Linked DNA regions of Triticum aestivum: regions 1 and 2 are each linked to region 3. Evidence: chromatin contacts called from public Hi-C data. All regions are on one chromosome and are shown on one strand. The core of a region is the stretch at or near the end of the contact, and the rest is flanking DNA. Distances in the headings are between cores, read along the strand shown. Region 1 holds the start of LOC123187328. Region 2 holds the start of LOC123187331. Region 3 holds the start of LOC123187324 (symplekin).

Region 1 (3,082 bases), core at 9-2,508, 300 kb after region 3:
AAAGTTCTTTTTGGTAAAGTAAATATAATACATGTGAAGAATCTTTGGTAGCATAAGTATTATGTCTCCCGTTGTGCAAATATCATAAAAGTATCATGTACTACCCCCGTAAGCAAAATAGGGATAATATATCCGTGCAACTAAGGATGTGAGAAAAGATTCTAGTATCGTAATGTGATATAATATTACAACATTTAAATGATAAATGTTGATAAGAAATAGATCCGAGACACGTCTTTGTATTTGGATTGTACAAGAAACCAAATGAGGTGAAGTATGATATTATGCTATAATATAATGCATTCGGGAGGTAATATCGTAAACTAGTATATGACGCATAATACCGGTCTACGATACTACCCATTGTAAGGAAAATACACACTCTTTATAGGTAAGAGTAAATAAAAATCCCCACACCTCGAGCCTGGGCCCTGGGTGCCCACGGCCCAACTCCGGCCCTGACGTTGCGGTGGCACACACGTGTACCCCGTGTCTTCGCCTGCCATGGCGCCACATGGTGAGGAGAGCATGGTGCATGAGATCATTTGTGAATACTCTCGCCATTCAAAACACATCCTTTTTGTCAGAAATCAAAATTTTGTTTACTCCAACCAGGTTCGGCTAAAGAATATTGACACCCAAAATACGGAATAGATAAGGTGCTAAAGATATATTCCACGATGCATCTAACAATAGTGATTTGCTATTGGTTGTTGTTTTTCTTTTTCTTTGGTAAACTTGGTCAGACGTTACAAAATTTGAACCGGGACAAAACTAATATACAATATATTTATAGATAGAATAGAGGAGTAGTAATTCTCGCCAGTTGTGGAGCATTTATAAACACAAGAGTTATTCGGGGAATCTCCTTCTTTTGCAAAAAAAAAAGGTTTGCAAAAAAAAGGGAACAAATATATCATAAAAGGTTCATAAGAACTAGTAGAACAAATCTATTATAAAAGGTTCATAAGTTTACATGTGACGACTCTTTCATAGTCCAGTCCAGTTGGTAGAACTGCCCGCGGCCTGCAGAGCATTGTCACCATGCATATGGCGCGCCCACGACATGCCTGCCCAACAAGAGGTTACATATGCTCTGTTCCATCCATCCGGCCGGCCAATTTTCTACGAACCCTAATTAACTAATCAACCAGCGTTGGTTGACTCCTTCGTTTTATCACCTCGCAACAGCCAACATCGCACGTCCACAAGCAGATTAAAAATGGCTTCCTTTACCACCTCGCTAATCACACTCCTCTCCCTCTCGTCTCGGCTCCCCCATATAATCCCAACCACGCCCCGTCCTTCTCGTCTCATCAGAATCCAGAGTCCGCACGCGAGAACTCACACCGACGGACATGGGGAACTGCCAGGCGGCGGACGCGGCGGCCGTGGTGATCCAGCACCCGGGCGACGGCAAGGTGGAGCGCCTCCACTGGCCGGCCACCGCGGCGGACGTCATGCGCAGGAACCCCGGCCACTACGTCGCGCTCGTCCTCCTCCATCACGTCTCTGCCGGCGGCGGCGTTGACCCAGACCCAGCAGTCGCCGGAGAAGGAGGAGATGCCAGGATAACCAAGGTGAAGCTCCTCAAGCCGAGGGACACGCTCCACCTCGGCCAGGTCTACCGCCTAATCACCTCCCAAGGTTCGTGCCCTGCATCCGCCAACGGTTCTTGGATTGGATTCTTTTGCGTCCTGTCCGGTTCCCTCTCTTTCTTACATGGAGATGGAGATTAACCAATCGATCGACCGTGGCGCGTGCGTGCAGAGGTGACCAAGGCCGTGCAGACGAGGAGGCAGGAGAGGACGCGCGGTTGCGACGAGGCGATCGAGCAGAAGCGGCCGCGGCTGCACCGGCGCCGGCAGCCGCCGAGGCCGAGAGGCGACAACGCGGCCACTACAGAACAGAGGCAGCCCGCCGACCATCAGCAACGGAAGCAGCCGGAGAAGGACCGGCACCACCGGAGCATGGCGGCCGCCCGCGGGGGAGGCAGAAGCCGGCACTGGCGCCCGGCGCTGCAGAGCATCACAGAGTCGTCGTCGAGCGGGCACGCCGAGTGCGAGGATGTACCATCTAAATGAACCGGAAATGGTAGGAGGAGCTAGGAACGTGTACATTTCGCGAGAGGAGCGGCAAGGCGTCGTCGCCAGAGAGTTGCCCTTTCGTTGTAGCCATGGAACACTGCCCTGAACGTGCGTGAAAAACTGAAAATACGTCCACCGGCCTCTGTCCCGCCGTCTGAATCCGTTTTTTCTGGTGATGCGGCACCATGCGTTGCTCGTGCCGCCGTCGAATCGCCAAGCGTGCTGGCTAGTTGCTGTTGAGATCCAACGGTTTATCCAGGTCGCGCACCATCCGGCACCACGCGCTATTCCTGGTCACGCAGATGCCGAGTGTGTGCTCATTGTGTTACCTTACTGCGAGATTACAAGATTTCAGTTTCAAGGATGGCAGTCCACATTGATGCAGAAATGTCATTGCATTGATGCAGGAGCAGGTCCGACACCGAACCCCGCGGTACACCACCATTCAACTTAGGGAGTACCTAGAACTCATCTAGATGAGACGTAATTTGGTCTCATTCACCTGGAAAACAAGAACGGATACAACCCACGTCAGCACACACGCATCTTGTAGCACCACATCCAATGGCTATAAAAGGTGAGTGAGACCAAATTAAATCTCATCTAGATGAGTTCTAGCAAAACTGTTCAACTTAAGTTTCAGTTTTCAGTTCAGACGATTTCAAAAAGTGGTAGGCACGCACGTTCCTCTCTAGGATGAACGGTCAGAGAGACCGCCTGGTCAATGGGATTGAAAAACACAGTGATTTTGTTGATTTTAAAGCGCCAAGCCTCGGAATTCGCTTTCCCCAGCAAATTTATCACAGAAATTGTACTTATCAAACTTGTGCTCGAGTACTACTACTAGCTCCAGCATGTTGAATATTACTACTAGCAATCGGGTCTCCATTCAACAATTGCAAGCTGATGGGCACGCCGCCAGCGATTTGATTATTCCCTCCATTTCTTTTGGCAAGACGCAACCCCATGCTTTGACTACCTACCCCATTTTTTAA
Region 2 (2,810 bases), core at 71-2,570, 360 kb after region 3:
TGGAGATGACGACCCCTTGTGCTACAAACGACTAGTTTTTTTTGCTGGAACCGACCGGGCGGAAAGCTGCAACCAGCAATTTTTTTTGTTGGAACTAGTCTGCGAAAAGCTGCATCCATAGATGACCAGTGCTACAACCGGACGACGATTCGAGCCGTTTTGCTGCATCGGCCTTTTGTTTTGCTACAACCGGCCAAACATCTTGCTAGATCCGGTGAGTTTTTTTGTTGTTGTGATGGTCGGCAGCGATGCATTTTGCTAAAACTGGTGTTGTGTTTTTGGTGGGACAACTTCTGTTTTTTGCTACCACCCATGAACATGGTTTTTCTTGCTGATTTTTTTGTGGTGTTTCGTAGAGGAGCTGCAACCGGCAGGAGGAAGGTGCTGGAATGACTACATCGTGCTACGACCGGCTGGGCGAAATGCTGGAACCGACTTGGCTGCGAGCTGCAATCGCCCATGGTGGAGCTGCAGCCGGCGAGGGGAGGGGGGGTATTACGACATGTGCGGGGGGCGAGCTGGAACCGGCATGCTCTGCACCCAGCTGCAACTATCGTGCCGGCATGCTTCCCTTGAACGACGATGCTGCAGTGAGACGACGACGCAAGGCTGCTACCGCGCCTCGCTCACATTGGACGCACTCGCGGCTATCTTGGCAGAGGCGAGCGAGTCATGGTGTTTTATCCAGCCGTTGACCAAGCGTTAAGAGAGGTAGGTAAATGATTCGAGATATCAACGACGGGGGAGGAGGAGGGGGGCGACCGGCCGAAACTTTCGCCCGGCGCGCCGACGCCTAATAGTGCCCTTCGATTTAAGGTAGTACCTATAGGTGGCCAAACGAGCCGGGATAATTGGGCCGGCCCGGTAGCACGGCCGACACGGCACGGGCCTGGCATGACACAACACGTGCTAAACGGGCCAGGCCCGGCATGCGGCACGCCAGGGACGTGCCTGGGCATGAAGGCCGAGCACGCGGGCCGACACGACACGACCCGATTATCTTTTATTTTTTATTTTTTATGTATCCTAATGTGGCCCAACAAGTAAAACTAGGCTTAAAAAAGTACAGTGCGCAAAAAAGGAGTCAGATTAGCGGGCCTAGCGTGCTGGTGGGCCGGCCCAATTAGCATATGGGTCGTGCTTAGGCTGGAGGCTGCAGCACGCGGGCTGGCACGGCCCGTATAATAATCATGTCTCGGCGGGCCGGGCCGTGCCAGGCACGATTAGGATGGGCCTCGCCGGGCCAGGCCGGGCCGGCCCGTTTGGCCAGCTATGGTAGTACCCCAATTTGAGGGGCAAATTACCAAGAAACTGCCACTAGTGGCCGCCCGCACCAGACGAGTCGTCCTCTCTGTTGCTCGATCCCCCAACTCCCCCACACTAGGGCTCGCGCCGCCGCGTCGCCCGACAGCCCGCCCCGGCCGCTGGCCTCGACGCACGCCTCGCCCGACTCCGCCCCCGTCCACTGGCCTCGGCGCCCGACGTCGCCTCAGGTGAGCTCTCTCCTCTCTGTCGCCGCTCTACTCTGTCTCCTAGATGGATGGATGTATGAATGGACGAACTGGATGCATGTTTCCTCTCTGCTCTGTCTCCTAGATGGATGGATGGATGGATGGATGAATGGATGCAACTAGATTTGAGATTAGTTTCTTCTTCCTGTGCTGATCGAATTCCAATCCTATGCATGGGCGAGTGTTCCAATGGCGTGGTAGGAGCAGAAGATGTAGCATCCATTGCGTCCCCTCCGGCAGCCCCTCCCGGGTTCCTCCCACAAACCCTTTCCTCCTCTCAGGCCGCCGCCTCTCCCGAACCACGCGGCCCCAAACCCTACTTTACTGTATCTAGCCCTGCAATATTTGTCCCTCTAATCTCGTTTATGTGAACAGCGAGTTTTTTTCCCCACTTTTTTCCGGGAATGTGCTCGGTGAGTTTGTGCCCTGTAATTTCCGAAATTGATACATGTAGTGTTTATTTGGGCTGTGGGGGCAGCTGCACACAGCAGCATTGGCGAGATTTATGATGTTACCCGTCATCCATGACTACATGGTGCTGGTTGTCGCAATGCAACTGTCATAGTTTTGCATTCTGTTGGCTTTGATTGTTTGAATGTTGCTGCGGTTAGTGTTGGTTGTATGTTTCACTGGTTGTTTGAGTGCTCTTGTAGTCTCGTAATCCCTTTACATCCTGTTGGTACTGAGGTGTGCCTATCTCATAGTTTAGAAATTACACATATACATGCATTTAAATTTTATGCCAAAGTAAATGAAAGGAATGAAAGAAGGAATATGATTGCAAATATTTTTCTTACCACAATCTTTGCAGTAGCTGTACAATGCTTGTTCTGAGAGGATGCCATAGGAAATTGGTGTGCTTAGTGATGATGAATGAACGCATTGGTTTAGTAGGTTTTTGCCGAGAGATATGGTAATGATGATGGAGTGGCAATTTAATTTGCCTGCAGATATCTAGTTTCATCTGCTTCCTGTGGTATGCGCCTGTATTTTCGTCATATTGGAAGTTCTCACCTCAGTGAGTATGTCTTCGAGTTTTTCTTATAGATAAGTATATCTATATAGCACTGACACAGATGGCCCAGTGCTTTGTCCTTTTAGGTACTCTACCCATGCAAATGCAGTTAACCATAATTTAACATCTCCATGAAATGACCTTACATGATCCGGAAATGGATCCAGATGGGACCGGACTCCTGAAGCAAGTCGTCTATTTGGCTGGCTCCAAGGTGGAATCTGGATGTAGGATTGAACCTGAAGCATGTAGTATCTGCCGGATCTAGAAATTCCCTGGATACT
Region 3 (2,821 bases), core at 164-2,663:
TCTAGCAACAGTCCCAGGCTCTGGCTGGCTTCCATGGCTAGATCACCAACATTAAGCAAAGGGTGACCTCCCCTTAACCATGCTATATTGAATCCCGTATCTGCAAAGGGATGACAATTTATCATGTCGTAAATCCAATTTTAAAACAGGCCATTTGTATAAAGTAGTACAGCACATGTTCCACCTTCTGTAGCTTGGTTTGGTGGATCAGATGTGATATTAGGATCCGGGGTGTGCATAAGAACTGTTTTTTCAACAAACTTAACAGCCAGCATCCTGACTCCTTCATTGCTGGTAGGCTGACATGGAAATGCCACAAATGAAAGAAACTGTAAGCCGATATGATGCAATTAACTGGATGCAAAAAGAGGATAGCGGCTTACCTGAAATGCCATGAGCGACACCGCTGATTTAAGCTTGAGCATCCATTCCCATGATGACTTGAGTGACTCGTCAATCCCCCCACTCGAGAACAAACCCTGGATTTAGAACCGGCAAACAGCAACATGAGCCAAAGTCCACACACAGGCAACTCTTAAAGGTGCTGCTGTTAAGAGTTACCTGGATAACGAGCTCTTGCAGTACTTTGGCAAATAAGTCTGTTCCTGTTTTAACAGCCTGTCTCGCAACCGCCGGCGTCTCATCGTTCAAAAGATCCAGCAGAGAGGGCATCATGTCAGGTATAAACACAGTGTGCTTTGACCCAATCTCACCAATCATCCTATGTCAGGTGGACGAGTTGAATTAAAACATAAGCCAAGATATGAGCATATTTCAGTGCGTGGCGAAAACAATATCAGATGATATCATGAGAGAAAGCATTCAGCTGCCATTTCACCACATGAAACCTTAGCATTTGGTACTAGTATAAATTGCACATTTGAGTAATTGGCCACTGCAACGTATAGAACTCCAGAACATTTATAACAGAAACTACACATTTGGTTAACTTTACTGCTACTTTTGTTGATGAATTCACTATCAATTTAAGTTATCTCGAACCGAATTGGCAGGAGGCTGCAAGGTTAAGTTGCAGACGAAACTGACTAGCGGGACAGAGCACTGAAGTGCCCCGACGGAATGGCCGAATAAGAGGAGCGGGAGCACTCACTCGACGACGACCTTGCGCACGGGGCCGGCCTCGTCGGCGCGGAGCTCGGCGAGGCGGGGGACGAGCTCGTGGAGCGGCAGCCGGCGGAGCCCGCGCACCTGCAGGAGGCGCGGGCCCATGTCCCCGGCAGAAGCGTCCAGCTGGGGAAGGCCGTGCGGAGGGAAGGCCGGCGGGAGGGCCACCGCCATCGGACGGTCGGACGGAACCCTAGCTCCGGCGATCCCCGGCGACGCGCGTCCTGGGAGTAGTGGTTTCTCCCCCACTTAAAACCTTTTTCCTGTTTCTTGCTTAAATTAATGGCTCGGCCCTTTTGGTGCCTTTAAGTGTCCAATCGGGGCGTAAGCAGGCCTGTTAAGTGTGATGGGCCGAGCAGCGACAAGAATGAACTCTGGCTTTTGCGGACTGAACCGTGATTGCCTACTACGATTTGAGTTTTGTTTTTTCTTGAGAGAGAAACCTGCGATTTGAGTATGTCGGTCTAGCCTACAGCTAGGCCGCTCACGGTAGTGCAGCAATAGTTTGAGGCAGAATATCATACGGAAACCAACATTTGGTGAAAACCGGTAAAAATCACGAGAAAAAGATGTTTTGAAGTTTAAAAAAAATGTGGGATGTTAAGAGTATGATGTTTTATTGCCACACAAAATTTCTAGTTGAAACACATTACGAGATGTGAGCTATGAAAAAGACTAAATCAGCGTTGAATAGCATAGGAAACCAATATTTAATGAAAAATTCATGAAAACCATATTTTAAAGTTTCAAAAAAATCTGAAAAAAATGTGCGATGTTAAGAAGGTGATGTTTTATTGCTACACAAAATTTCAAGTTGAAAAACATTACGAGATGTGAGCTATGAAAAAGACAAATTCAGCCCTGAATAGTGACATTACTATTTTGGACTATTCAATGCTGATTTTGTCTTTTTCATAGCTCACATCTCGCAATGTGTTTCAACTTGAAATTTTGTGTGCTAATAAAACATCATCCTCTTGACATCCCACATTTTCTTCAAAAAAATTTAAAACTTCAAAACATCTATTTCTCATAGTTTTCACCGATTTTCATCGAATGTTGGTTTCCGTATGATATGCTCCCGTTTGTTCCTCCAATTTTCTTTAAAATATTCATGGCATAAGAAGAATATTCATATCCTTTGAACAAAATTTTCACAACATTTACAAAAATGTTTAGATGTTTAAGAAATGCTCATGAAAATATAAAAATTTCTCACATAATTGACTAAAAATATTTGTGACATTCAAATAATTATGCATGATATATCAAAAATGTTCGAACGTTTAAAAATATGTTCATGATATTTTAGAAAATGTTCATGAAATGTAAAATTCTGTTCGTGCAATTTTTAAAAAATATACATAGCATATAAAAAATGTTTTTCTCATTTGAAAAGAATTTCATAAATACTAACTAAATGGTTTGCTTGTTTTACAAAAATGTTAATGCCATTCTTGAAAAATGTTCACTGTGTATTAAAAAATGTTCAAATGTGCATTTTACAAGTGTGTGACATGTATTTGAATAAATATTCAACATGAATTTGAAAACTGTTCAACATGCATCTAAAAATGTTCACCTATACACGAAAGATATTTGAGATGTGTTACAAAAAGTTGACATGTATTTAAAAAACAGAAGGGGAGAGGGGAAAAGAAGACAAAAGCTGAAAAAACCAGTAAACCGATGAAGG

The links. Hi-C and Micro-C count contacts between places; a contact is called where the count stands out from the background.
Region 1: a Hi-C map of leaf shows a contact between it and region 3, with 5 times the contacts expected there. The contact joins the promoter of LOC123187328 here to the promoter of LOC123187324 in region 3. A contact is called at or near these places in 3 of 5 Hi-C or Micro-C datasets (all in leaf) and 1 of 1 datasets of contacts at active chromatin or transcription factors (leaf).
Region 2: a Hi-C map of leaf shows a contact between it and region 3, with 4 times the contacts expected there. The contact joins the promoter of LOC123187331 here to the promoter of LOC123187324 in region 3. A contact is called at or near these places in 2 of 5 Hi-C or Micro-C datasets (both in leaf).

Annotation. Positions count from the first base shown.
Region 1 is chr2A:43,480,608-43,483,689 of IWGSC CS RefSeq v2.1, forward strand. It overlaps LOC123187328, which reads left to right and starts at 1,259. Exons shown (of 2, transcript XM_044599170.1): 1 at 1,259-1,647; 2 at 1,771-2,222. The coding sequence starts at 1,359. The coding sequence ends at 2,084.
Region 2 is chr2A:43,534,359-43,537,168 of IWGSC CS RefSeq v2.1, forward strand. It overlaps LOC123187331, which reads left to right and starts at 1,321. Exons shown (of 3, transcript XM_044599172.1): 1 at 1,321-1,493.
Region 3 is chr2A:43,176,670-43,179,490 of IWGSC CS RefSeq v2.1, forward strand. It overlaps LOC123187324 (symplekin), which reads right to left and starts at 1,414. Exons shown (of 28, transcript XM_044599168.1): 1 at 1,112-1,414; 2 at 562-721; 3 at 384-479; 4 at 185-299; 5 at 1-100. The coding sequence starts at 1,299. LOC123187325 reads left to right here. Exons shown (of 2, transcript XM_044599169.1): 2 at 1,014-1,282.